Linked DNA regions of Canis lupus: region 1 is linked to region 2. Evidence: chromatin contacts called from public Hi-C data. All regions are on one chromosome and are shown on one strand. Each heading gives the region's core, a stretch centred on a gene start, on an enhancer-like site or on the middle of the called end of the contact. The rest is flanking DNA. Distances are from core to core; before and after follow the strand shown. Region 1 overlaps ARID1B (AT-rich interactive domain-containing protein 1B). Region 2 holds the start of ARID1B (AT-rich interactive domain-containing protein 1B).

The links. Hi-C and Micro-C count contacts between places; a contact is called where the count stands out from the background.
Region 1: a contact with region 2 is called in a Hi-C map of blood, with 4 times the contacts expected there. The contact joins the enhancer-like site here to the promoter of ARID1B in region 2. A contact is called at or near these places in 4 of 9 Hi-C or Micro-C datasets (amygdala, blood and skin fibroblasts).

The regions. Positions count from the first base shown.
Region 1 is chr1:47,090,818-47,096,866 of UU_Cfam_GSD_1.0, forward strand. The region is part of intron 4 of ARID1B (AT-rich interactive domain-containing protein 1B); the gene reads left to right. Among named protein-coding and RNA genes, the nearest start is that of ARID1B, 240 kb to the left of the region's middle. Within about 2 kb of position 4,209, at least 17 of the 20 cell types and tissues checked have an H3K27ac peak or open chromatin away from gene starts, as enhancers often do. A contact at or near this core is called in blood, where this site is marked.
Region 2 is chr1:46,850,102-46,856,083 of UU_Cfam_GSD_1.0, forward strand. It overlaps ARID1B (AT-rich interactive domain-containing protein 1B), which reads left to right and starts at 2,546. Exons shown (of 21, transcript XM_038526420.1): 1 at 2,546-4,504. The coding sequence starts at 2,561. LOC119870759 (a long non-coding RNA gene) reads right to left here and starts at 4,317. Exons shown (of 2, transcript XR_005353727.1): 1 at 4,207-4,317; 2 at 1-1,708.

The sequences.
Region 1 (6,049 bases), core at 2,959-5,458, 240 kb after region 2:
AATTCACATTTATTGAGCTACTCAGAAGTAATACTTATAACCAGTAAAACATCTGTTGGGGACCATGGCAAGATGTTCTCTGTTTTTGGCTATAATTTCTATAAAAATGACTATTGGATTTTATAAAATACGTTTTTACTTTCTACCTTGTTCTAAAATGGATTTTAAATAGCCAATTTAATAAAGTAATTAATCGGTTAGCACCTTTTTAGGAATCCACCAATAGAAAGATGGTATCTGTTATTTTAGGAAATGAGCTAGTTGAAATTCCAGTAAAATAAAAATTCACGCTCCTCTAGATGATTGCTTCTTATCCTTTTTTTGGTCTGTCTCCTGAGACCAGACCTCATTCATCTGGAAACAAAGCACTGTCAGTCTGACCAAGGACAATCCATAAGAGGATCTCACATTTAGAATGCCTCACCTTCTCACATTGTGCTTTGAAGTTGAAAGTAAACATAGACCCTGCTCCTCCTGGTTGGTAAATGTCTAGAGCCTAAATGTCTTCTAACATGGAAACTAACAATTTTAGGGGGGAAAAGTGTCCAAAACTAAGTTGTAAATTTAAGAAATAACTGCCCACCTCTTTTTTATGATGATAAAGAAAATTCTCCACTTCCTGCAGATACTAAGTTACAGCTATTTAATGATTCCCTATATACATATAAGAGTATCTTCCTGTCTCAACCTTACTCCTACTTATTAATCTGAGGATTTGTATTGCTGGAGTGTGAGAACATTTGATGTCCAGCATTTCTCTTTTTAAGTTTCTATGATTTAGTACCTACTATGTGTCACACACTTTCTAGGGCTTTGCCTGTGAATAATACACATAAATACAGAATGGATGGACCTTGCCTTCAGTCATCTAAGAGGCAAATAGACATGTATATGGTTACATATAAATGATTAAATCAATTCAGTAGTGTACAAAGTGCAGTAAATTCTATTGAAGGGAAGGGATCAAAAAAGTCTTTTTGGAAGGAAGCATGGGATTTCAAAAGGGGCAAGTTATAGAGAAAGTGAAGGGTTCAATATGAATAAAGACCTTAAAAAAATATATCTCGTAGGTTCAGCACACAAGTCACCAAAGACGGTGATTAAAGGAGCAAGTGCAGGGAGATGAAACCGCATGGCAGATTAGAAACAGACTCCCCAGGGCACCTTCTCCCAAGGTAGGGAGTCTGCACCCAGTTCTCTTGATATTCTCAAGGATTTTGAGCAGAGTAACATATTCAAATCTGTGTTTGCTGAAGACAAAGACAAGCACTTTGAAAGATAATGGGTGGGAAAGAGCGAAAGAGTCTGGTGTCAAGGAAACCAGTTTCACAGAATTCTGGGTTTTAAAAAGGAGAGATATGGCCCTTTACTGAGGCAGTGCTAACAGGAATAGAGGCTAGGATGGATCTGAGAAACCGAATTTGGGGAGTGATTGAATGATGATGAAAGCAAGCTTTGAGTAATTGCTGTTTAACTCCTAACAACCACCTGCTGTTATTAGTCTTCTCACTTTATACCTGAGGCACAGGGGTGCTAAGAAACTTGCCCCAAGAATACAATGCCATTGCTCAGAGGAGTTAAATTCAGTCCCAGGCAATCTTGCCTGCATCCAAGCTCTTAATTTCTATTTCTCCCTGGAAATGGAGGAAAAGCATTCTGAAGTCCTAACATTTCTAGCTTCATTGGCTGTTGCTTCCACCAAAGAAAAGAGAAACTTTGTCCTTTACGTCTTGGTGCTCATTGAAGGTTCTTTTTGAGGGTTTATGCTCATCTCATTCCACATGCTTTTCTATAATAATAAACTCAGGCATCCATTCCCATGAACCCAGCTATCCTCTCCTTGCCCATGACTCCATGTTCTGTTATCTTTAGTACAGATACTCTGTCCTGTACTTCCTGTTGCCAGCTGGCTGGCTCCTTGGTAGACCACAAGCTTGTCAAGGTAAACAGCCCCAAACCAACCCCATTAGTTACTAGTAATGACATAACCATGCTGTTATGCAGCCCACCAAGTTGAAAACTAGGATTTCATCCTGACTACTCTCACATACAGCCATTATCTTACTTGAACTAGAAGCGTCTCAGAGTCTCATTCGGTCCCTTAGGTGGCCTTTTTTTTTTTTTTTTTTTTTTTTTTTTAACCCCCTGCCTTCTTCTCTTGGCTTGCATGCCTGCATACATACAGAAATAACTGCCTACCTACCAACCAACCAGTTGGCATAATTTGGAGTACTACAGAGCAGCAAAAGACCAAAAGTACCCATAAGCGGGAGAGAAGGAGAAAGAAAGTAGGTAATCTCAGGAGGGAGGGGGATAGTACATAAATTTGCTTTTAAGAAAATTATCCGAGGTTTTAAAAAGCTTTGAAATAAAATTGAAAACCATTTAGCAAAGTATGTTGTTAGGAAATTAATAATATTCAGAAAAATAAATGGGATAATTGGGAATATAAATAACTTTTGAATATTTCAAGGACTTGGGTAGTTCTCAGTATTCTTGATTTTTAACCTTGCGTAAATAGCATTTTTTTTAACTTAGGCTTTAAGATTTTATTTATTTATTTATTTATTTATTTATTTATTTATTTATTTTTTAAGATTTTATTTATTTATTCATGAGATACACAGAGAGAGGGAGAGAGAGGCAGAGACACAGGCAGAGGGAGAAGCAGGCTCCATCCAGGGAGCTTGATGTGGGACTTGATCCCGGGTCTTCCGGATCACGCCCTGGGTGGAAGGCAGGCACTAAACCGCTGAGCCACCCAGGGATCCCAAAATATCATCATTTTATATATGTTACTCGTTTATAGCCTGGTACTAGTTCCAGCAGCTCATAAAAGATATAATTTAAAGTTAAAAAGTAAGAGATATGTGGGCAAACCTTTATATTAAAAAATGTTGTCAAGCCATGTAATTGTAAATCAGTACCTAAAAAAATGTTTAATAGGCATCTTTTTTTATTAACCCAAACTTTAAAATTTGAATAAAGGTGGTAAATGTTTGAGTTCTTAGTGTATATGGCACCATGCATGTCTGTTATTGGTAATTGCTGGTGTGTACTATAAATAGTAGGTAGAGTTGAATGAGAAATGGTATTCTATAAACAACAATGAAGCCTACTATTAGCCATTTTTCTTATTCAAATAGAGATTCAAAATATTTCGTAATAGTATTTTAAAACTTTGAAGTTTTCTCAAAATTAGTTTTCTCAAAATGGTTTGAGGAAACTCCCTCCACATAACTCTTGTTTATGACTCAAGAAATTACTTTCTTGGTGTATGTGCGTTTATACCGTGTGTGCTTTCTTTTACGGATCTATCCGATTCTTTAATTTTCTCCCAAAAGAAATAATCTGGCATTTGTGGCTATAAATTATGTATAATCTTAGTGGGGGACAGTGTTGCTTATTTGTTTAACTTGATAATTAAATTAGATACCCATTTTGGAAAACCAAAACTTTAAATATCTGCCCTCAAAGTCATGCTCCGGGTGAATCTCAGAAGCAGCCAGCCGCTGGCAGGTGCTGCGCTGAGTCCCTCCCCTGGCGGCCTCCGCCTTGCGCGGGGTCTTCGCCCTGCCCCGCCCCGCCCCGCCCCGCCCCGGCCTGGCCCTGGCCCGCCCCGCCCCGCCCCGGCCCGGCCCGCCCCGCCCCGGCCTGGCCCTGGCCCTGGCCCTGGCTCGCTCTCCTACTTCTCTCTCCCTTCCTGGCCCGCTTGTCAGCTTCTGAATCAATCATGCATCATCATCATAGTTTATCTATTTTTGTTGCCAGCCACTGGCTTTGTAGAGTATCGAACACACGAAGGAAGACCCCTTGCTAGCCAGTCACCAGGCCCTAAAATTACTTTTTTCCTATACATTAAAAACCATTGTCATGTGTTTCCTTCTCAACTGTTTACGCATCCAGTGATTCGGTTGGGCACTCAATTAGCAAGACACAGATGTTTAGAAAGTCTAAAAAACCGGAAAGGTGGGGGAGGAGAGGCAGGTGAATGATTAAGCGAGCTCAGAAATGCCGGGGGCCGGGGGCCCGGAGCCCGGGGCGGCGGGGGCGGCGGCGGGGGCGGCGGCGGCGGCGGGGGCGGCGGGGGCGGCGGCGGCGCGGGCCGGGCCGGGCAACAAAGCTGCGGCGGGGCGAGCTCCCAGCAGGCACCGCTCCGCGCCGCCCTCCGCCCGCGCTCCGGGCTTCCCGGCAGGCAGCCCTCGCCCCGCCCCGCCCCGCCCCGCGTCCTGCCCTCCTCCTTCCCGCACGTAGGCCGGCGGCGGAGGGAGGACGTGGAGCGCTGGCCGGAGCGCCCCTTCCCCTGGAGCCGGAGCCGCAGCCGCAGCCGCGTGCTGGCCCCATGGCCATCTTCCCTGAGCTGGCGGCCCCGGGCCTGCGGCGGGAGCTCGGGCCGCCGTCTGCAAGCCAGGAGACCGGCTCCCAGGCGGGCGGTGCCACGGCACTGTCAGGCCCCGCTGTGTAAAGTTTCTGCTGACACAGCCTAACATTAAATGAAACACTCCAGCTGGATTGGCGAAGGCAAAGAACGTTTTTCCGTACCATTTTAGCCACATTTTACCCTCAATGGCTTCATTTGCCCCCTAACCTCCTCCCGCGGGACTTGCCAAAATCTGCGTGTTGTTTTCCTACTTCCTTTGGTGCCTCTTTCTGCTCCTCTTCCCCTGCCCCCGAAGAAATACCACCGCCTAACTTCCAGGGCTGGATGAGGTCGCAACTCGTTTGCGCAATTACCAGTGCCTGGTGGTGGAAAAGAACAGGGAGCCGGGGAGGAAGGACGCAGGGTCGGAGCTGAGCCCAGGCCTCCGAGCGTCGGGTGGGGCCGGCGCTGCTGGGCGGGGGGCGGGAGGACGCCGAGCAGGGCGTGTCACGTGCCACCGGGCGGGGCGGGGCCTGCGGCGGGGGCGGGGCCTGCGGCGGGGGCGGGGCCGGAGCCGGGCCCGGGCCCGGGCCGCAGAGCGCTGGGCGGGACCTGCTGGCTGGGGCGAGGCTCGAGTTCTGAACCCGGTGGACAAAAACAGGGCGGGGCGGCGGGTGAGGGGCGGGGCCAGTCCGGGGTTTAGGCTCCCAATGCAGAGCGGGGCCGGGTGCTGGAGGGCGGAGGGGCGGGCGCCGGCAGCGGGCAGGCGGGCGGAGCCTGAAGCCCAGGCCTGCAAGAGCTCTGCTGGGCTGGAGGGTTGGCCTCAGAGCTGGCTGGAGCCAGGGAGATGGAGGCTGGGGCTGCTTAGACAGGCATTTGTGTTAAATAATCTGCAGCGAAGTACGCGCTCATCAGCCTTCCGTGGCGGGAAAACCTGCTCACAGCATTCTTTTAAAAGCTTAGCAAATTCTTAAGTTTGTCTGATTTTGTCTCCTGCCTGTGATTTCCTATCTTAATTAAATGCTAACAAATCATTTCAGAATATTGCCTTTTCTGCTTTTCAGCCTGTCTCTGATGAAGACTCAAACATCCTTCATTAGGTCTTCTCTTTGGTCACTTTCTATGGGAGTTTTAAGTAGAATGTTGCAATCTGGACGCCTTTGACTACATTTTCAGCTAAACAAGGTGACACATAAAACTGTAATAGATTAGTTAAGACACGCATTTAATCCAACTAGTAGTAAGCAATTATGGCCACTTGGTTTGTAAACTTCTTTTATTCCACTCAGTGGAGTATATAATTTTTAAAAGTCTGTTTACTGTGTTGATACAACTTAGATAAGTAGCTTATTGTTTGGTAGTGGCGGTTCTGCTTACTCTCTATCATACTCAGATAAACTGAAAATTGATGAAATTTCCTTTAAAATGGAATCCAGAGGCTAGTGGAGGAGCTCTACTGCCCACCACTTCTGATCAACTGCAGACCCCGTAGGTAGACACATACTTTACAAAACCATCCTGCTCTAGCTAAGACTTCGAGTTTCCCGGCCTGAAGAAAGGTTTTCTCCTCCCACAGCAACAGTTTAGCCAGTGAAAGACTGTCCTAACTCAGCGAGAAACCACTATACTTCTAACAGTTTACTACATTAGACTTTTTGTTTATAATACCCCTCTCGGTTTCCTGCTTTT
Region 2 (5,982 bases), core at 1,296-3,795:
CGCCTTTTATAGCAGGCTGATTTCATTGTGCTGGGGGCCTCTATTTCATAGCCTCTTGGTTCCAATCTTCTACTTGACTTGCTGAAACAAATGGAATTAAAAGAGATCTTGACATATATTTTTTTTCTAGTTCCATGATTTTTCTATATGAAAAATATTTCTAAGAAAAAGGCCAGAGAGCTAAACTTGGGTGACTCATGTTTCCCTCTCAGGATTAGTTGTGAAAATAAGCCACAAGATATGGCTACACCTGTTTAAATTGACTTTGACGTATTTTATCAATTTGGATAAATGCTTTCGTGTGACTGTATTATGTATATGTTTAGTTTGGGTCTAAATGTCTAAAAGCATAAATGTGTAGCTGATTTTAGAATATATGTGTTCACACACGAAACAGACATGTATTTATAGTTGCATATGAAAAACTTTAAAAATTCAACTTTTGTGGTGTACTGTGTATAATCAGTACGTATTTGAATGTATAAAGGGGGAAAATCCAGGAGAAAGTGTCAAAAAGGCACACTAACAAAGATGTAGTATTCTCTTGGCAAAAACTGATGAATGATTTGGCATGAATTCATCTTACAGTTCTGTTAGTCTCTCTTACACACAATGATATAACCCCTGTTTTCCAGCTGTTCGCATGGAATTGCGATTTGTTGTTTGTACACTCTATAATGACCCTTGGGTGTGCACCTGATTCCCCTCCCCCACCAATTAGCCACCAGTTTTTCCCAGCCATCGTTTTCTATTTAGTCATTAACATATTTGCACTTGTGCAAGCAAATAAAAATAACCGCTGCAGTAGAAATAAACTAAAACGATCTTTATAAAAAGCTGAGGGATGAAGGGACTTTAGAAAACTATGTTCTCCCACATGTATCCTTTCAGTTAGTGTGACCTCTTGGAAAGTTCTGGTTTCAAATGCTTTCTCTCCGTGGAAACGAGTTCCACACTAGTACAAGTGAGGCACTGCTTAGGTTCAGAAGGCCTGCTTGAAGATATCCACGAGGTTACCAGGTGATGAATTCACAATAACAAAAACACTTAAAACACCCTAAAGTGACAGAAGAGTAGGGTATTCTTAAAGGAACACGGTCCGAAACATTTCTGCTCTAGGGCTAGATCTGACCCATCTCCATTACTACTGATCTTCTATTTATTGGGCATAACACGTATTTCTTTTAGTTTTGTTTCACATTGCTTAGAGATGAACTCCTATCCAGAGGGTTAATTGTGCACATTAACCTCTGAAATATGATGAAAGGCGTCGTACAGATTTATGAAGACACGAGATAAACTTCAGCTGTCCCTATTATGGCACCGATAGTTAAATTTCCATGTGCAAGCTGGAGCATAGCACACACCGGTCTACTTATTCGAAGACTTTCCCTTTAGAGAGAGGATAGAGAGAGACAAGCGCCTGTCGTTAAGAAAAATGCTCCTCTGGGAATACTTTTGCGTCTGTAGGCACTGCTAAGCCTACAGGCATACAGAAGGTGCCTGGAAAGAAGAGTTACGTAAACGTCCTCTTTGGGGCAGGTGCGGTCCGTCTCCGCACTTCCTGGGCGCTTGCTGTGTCCAGGACACGCACTCCCCGAACCCACGCGGCCGACCTTCCCCGAAACTCTTTCCTCCTCTCGCAAGTTTTGGAGAAGTTGTGGGAATTACACCGATGGCCCCAAATCGAGGCAGAGCGGCTAACGTTCTGGGGGAAAAAAAAAAAAAATTACATAACTCCTGGGAGAGGCAGTGCTGCTTTTTTTTTTTTTTTTTCCTTTTGCACGGATCGCCCAAACATTTTGCTCCTCCGAACCCCGGAGGCCAACCGACAACTTTGTCCCCCAGCCCTTCTCCCTCTTTTGTCTGCTCGTCAGACTCGTTTTCCACCTTTGTATCGTTCCTTTTAGACGTGAAAACAAACACGCGAACGGCCGGTTGGCAAGGAGACGGGGCGCGAGGGGAGAAAGCGCAGCCCGCCGCCGCCCCAGGCCGCCCCAGCCCAGCCCGCCCTGCCCAGCCCAGCCCTGCCCTGCCCTGCCCGGGGCGGCGGTGCGCGGGGCGCGGGGCGGCGGGCGGCGGGCGGCGGGGCGGCCGGGGGCCCGCGAGGCTGCGCCCGGCGGCGGCGGCGGCGGCGGCGGCGGCGGCGGCGGCGGGGGGCGGCCCGCGCCGAGTCCAGTCCGCGTTTTGCGAGTGCACGCGAGCAATCAGACAGAAGTGGATAATAGTTGCTCGGGCTCGCTCGGCTCCCTCGCATGCCGGCCTGGGCCCGACAGGCTCAGTCAGTCGTGTATTTACCCATATCCGGGTTAGAGAGGAAAAGAGAAAAGTTTCATTTAAACCTGAACTAAAAACTTTGACCATGAAATCACACAGCGGGAGCAGGCCCAGACCGTAAGGCGTGACGCCCGGTTCGGCTCCGGCGGGGCCTGCGGAGGGGGAGGGGGCCGCTCGCCTCCCGTCGGGGCGTGTGGATGCGCACAGGAGGGGCCGCCGACTAAAAAGTGGGTTTTATTGTCTCCCCCCGCCCCCCGCCCGGCCTCGCCACGCCGCGGCGATCATGGCCGCGCGGGCAGCAGCGGCGGCGGCGGCGGCGGCGGCGGCGGCGCGGGCGCGGACGGGCAGCGGCGAGCGGCGGGCGCCCCCCGGGCCGCGGCCGGCGCCCGGGGCCCGGGACCTGGAGGCGGGGGCGCGCGGCGCGGCGGCGGCGGCGGCGGCGGCGGCGGCGGCGGCACCGGGACCCATGCTGGGGGGCGGCGGCGACGGCGGCGGCCTGCATAGTGTGCACCACCACCCCCTGCACCCCCGTCACGACCTGAACATGGCCCATAACGCGAGCACGGCGGCCGCCGCCGCCAGCTCTCACAGCGCCAAGAGCGGCGGCTCCGAGGCGGCTCTCAAGGAGGGTGGAAGCGCCGCCGCGCTGTCCTCCTCCTCCTCCGCGGCGGCGGCGGCGGCGGCGGCGGCGGCGGCGGCGGCGTCCTCCTCTTCCTCCTCGTCGGGCCCGGGCTCGGCCATGGAGACGGGGCTGCTCCCCAACCACAAACTGAAAACCGTTGGCGAAGCCCCCGCCGCAGCGCCCCACCAGCAGCACCACCACCACCACCATGCCCACCACCACCACCACCATGCCCACCACCTCCACCACCACCACCACGCACTACAGCAGCAGCTAAACCAGTTCCAGCAGCAGCAGCAGCAGCAGCAACAGCAGCAGCAGCAACAGCAGCAGCAGCAGCAGCAGCAACATCCCATTTCCAACAACAACAGCCTCGGCGGCGCGGGCGGCGGCGCGGCTCAGCCCGGTCCCGACATGGAGCAGCCGCAACATGGAGGCGCCAAGGACAGTGCCGCGGGCAGCCAGGCCGACCCCCCGGGCCAGCCTCTGCTGAGCAAGCCGGGCGACGAGGACGACGCGCCGCCCAAGATGGGGGAGCCGGCGGGCGGCCGGTTCGAGCACCCGGGCCTGGGCGCCCTGGGCGCGCAGCAGCCGCCGATCGCCGTGCCCGGGGGCGGCGGCGGCGGCGGCGGCGGCGGCGGCGGCAGCGGCGGCGGCGGCGGCGGCGGCAGCGGCGGCGGCGGCGGTGGCGGCCCCGCGGCCGTCTCGGAGTTTAATAATTACTATGGCAGCGCTGCCCCTGCTAGCGGCGGCCCCGGCGGCCGCACTGGGCCTTGCTTTGATCAACATGGCGGACAACAAAGCCCCGGGATGGGGATGATGCATTCCGCCCCAGCCGCCGCCGGAGCCCCCAACAGCATGGACCCCCTGCAGAACTCCCACGAAGGGTACCCCAACAGCCAGTACAACCATTATCCGGGCTACAGCCGGCCCAGCGCGGGCGGCGGCGGCGGCGGCGGCGGAGGAGGAGGAGGAGGAGGCAGCGGAGGAGGAGGAGGAGGAGGAGGAGGAGGAGGAGGAGGAGGAGCAGGAGCGGGAGCTGTGGCGGCGGCGGCCGCGGCGGCGGCAGCAGCAGCAGGAGGCGGCGGCGGCGGCGGCGGCGGCGGCTATGGGGGCTCGTCCTCGGGGTACGGGGTGCTGAGCTCCCCCCGGCAGCAGGGCGGCGGCATGATGATGGGCCCCGGGGGCGGCGGGGCCGCGAGCCTCAGCAAGGCGGCCGCCGGCGCGGCGGCTGGGGGCTTCCAGCGCTTCGCCGGGCAGAACCAGCACCCGTCGGGGGCCACCCCGACCCTCAACCAGCTGCTCACCTCGCCCAGCCCCATGATGAGGAGCTACGGCGGCAGCTACCCCGACTACAGCAGCCCCAGCGCGCCGCCGCCGCCGCCGCCGTCGCAGCCCCAGTCCCAGGCGGCGGCGGCGGCGGCGGCGGCGGCGGCGGCGGCGGGGGCGGCGGCGGGCGGCCAGCAGGCGGCCGCGGGCATGGGCTTGGGCAAGGACATGGGCGCCCAGTACGCCGCTGCCAGCCCGGCCTGGGCGGCCGCGCAACAAAGGAGCCACCCGGCGATGAGCCCCGGCACCCCCGGCCCGGCCATGGGCAGATCCCAGGTAACCCCCGCGCCGGCCGGGCCTGCTTCCGCCGCGGCGGCCTCGCCGCGCGCCTCGAGCCCGACTTTCTTTCTTTCCGCGTACTTTTTCCGCGTCTTCTGCCGGGGGGGAGGCGGGGGCGAGGCGCCCAAAGCCATTTTAACTCGCGGCTGCCTCCCTCGGAGGCTGGGCGGCGCGCGGCGCCCGAGTGCGCGGCGCGGGGCCCGGGGGCCCGGGGGCCCGGGGAGAGGGTCGCGCCGAGGCCCGGGACGCCCGCCGGGACGCGCGGCCGCCCACCCCCCCCCCCCCCCGCCCCGGGCGCGGAGCCCCGCGCGGAGCCGTGCGCGGAGCCGGGGATTGCGCGCCCAGGACGCGGCGTGGGCGCCGGGGGCGGCCCGGGCGGCTTCGGTAACCAGATCGGCGCTCCCGGCCCGCCGGGTCGAGGGAGGAATATTGACCCCGTCTCCTCGGTGAGCGCCCACGACCAGCTTTAACTGGGAAAAGAACGAGGAACTTTGTCCTACCTCCAGCCACACCGCGTTCCCTCTTAACCTGCAAGGTGAAGGCAGAGGGGGGAGGAAAGAGAAAAAAAGAAAGAAAGAAAGAAAGAAAAAAAAAGGTTAGCTTTGTGGCCACCGAGGGTGTTTTTCGTAGTTGTGCCCGGCTATTCGGAGATACTCGATGCGAGCTTTGAGTTTGAGTGCTTCGTAGCAAAAATAACACCCCGGTTTACAACGACGTGGAGGTGAGAGAGGTTCTAAAATTAATCGATTCATTCCCGAGAATAGCCAGGAAATCCATTATTTTTGGCTTCCAGGCTGCTCGAAAGGAGTCACCTTCGACAGGATAGGCTGTGCTAATGGAACGCATTCCGGTTAAATGGGACTTATTTTGATCTCGGATCAGGCATACATTTTATTCGGCGAGTCCAGGAAAATAGCAGACCCGTGAAAATGGATCTTTTTGGATCAGATTTATTTGGGTTTTCTTTGATTTGCTGTCCCCCAGGTCCTACAGCGTTATTAGGAAGTGTCCTGCACCCTTGCTGTTTCTTGCTCGTAGGCTGAGCCTAAAGACTGACTTGATCTCCTTTGCAAGGTTTGGAATTTGAATTGTGGAGGTAAACTGGCTGTAATAGTCTCCAGACAGCTGCCTCTGAGTTGACATCTAATCTGCCATCTGATTGGCTCCCCTCTCACCATTGGGCATTTAGCACTGCTGATGTAAATAGAAGTGCTGAGCAGTACAGTCACAAAAATTCTTGCCACAAATAATAACTGAGCTCTATTACAAGCAGATGTAAGGTGGAATATTATTTGAAGCTTAAGTTATTACGAATCATAGTTATTAATAAGAGGATTAAATACTGAAAACATGATGCTGGTGTCCAGCAGATTGGGCTTTTTTACAAAATTCCAGGTCTTTGACAGTCTTAACGTGGACACAGCAGATATCACGGACTTTGATTGTAAGATGAGAATACGGCAATTGAAAAGCAA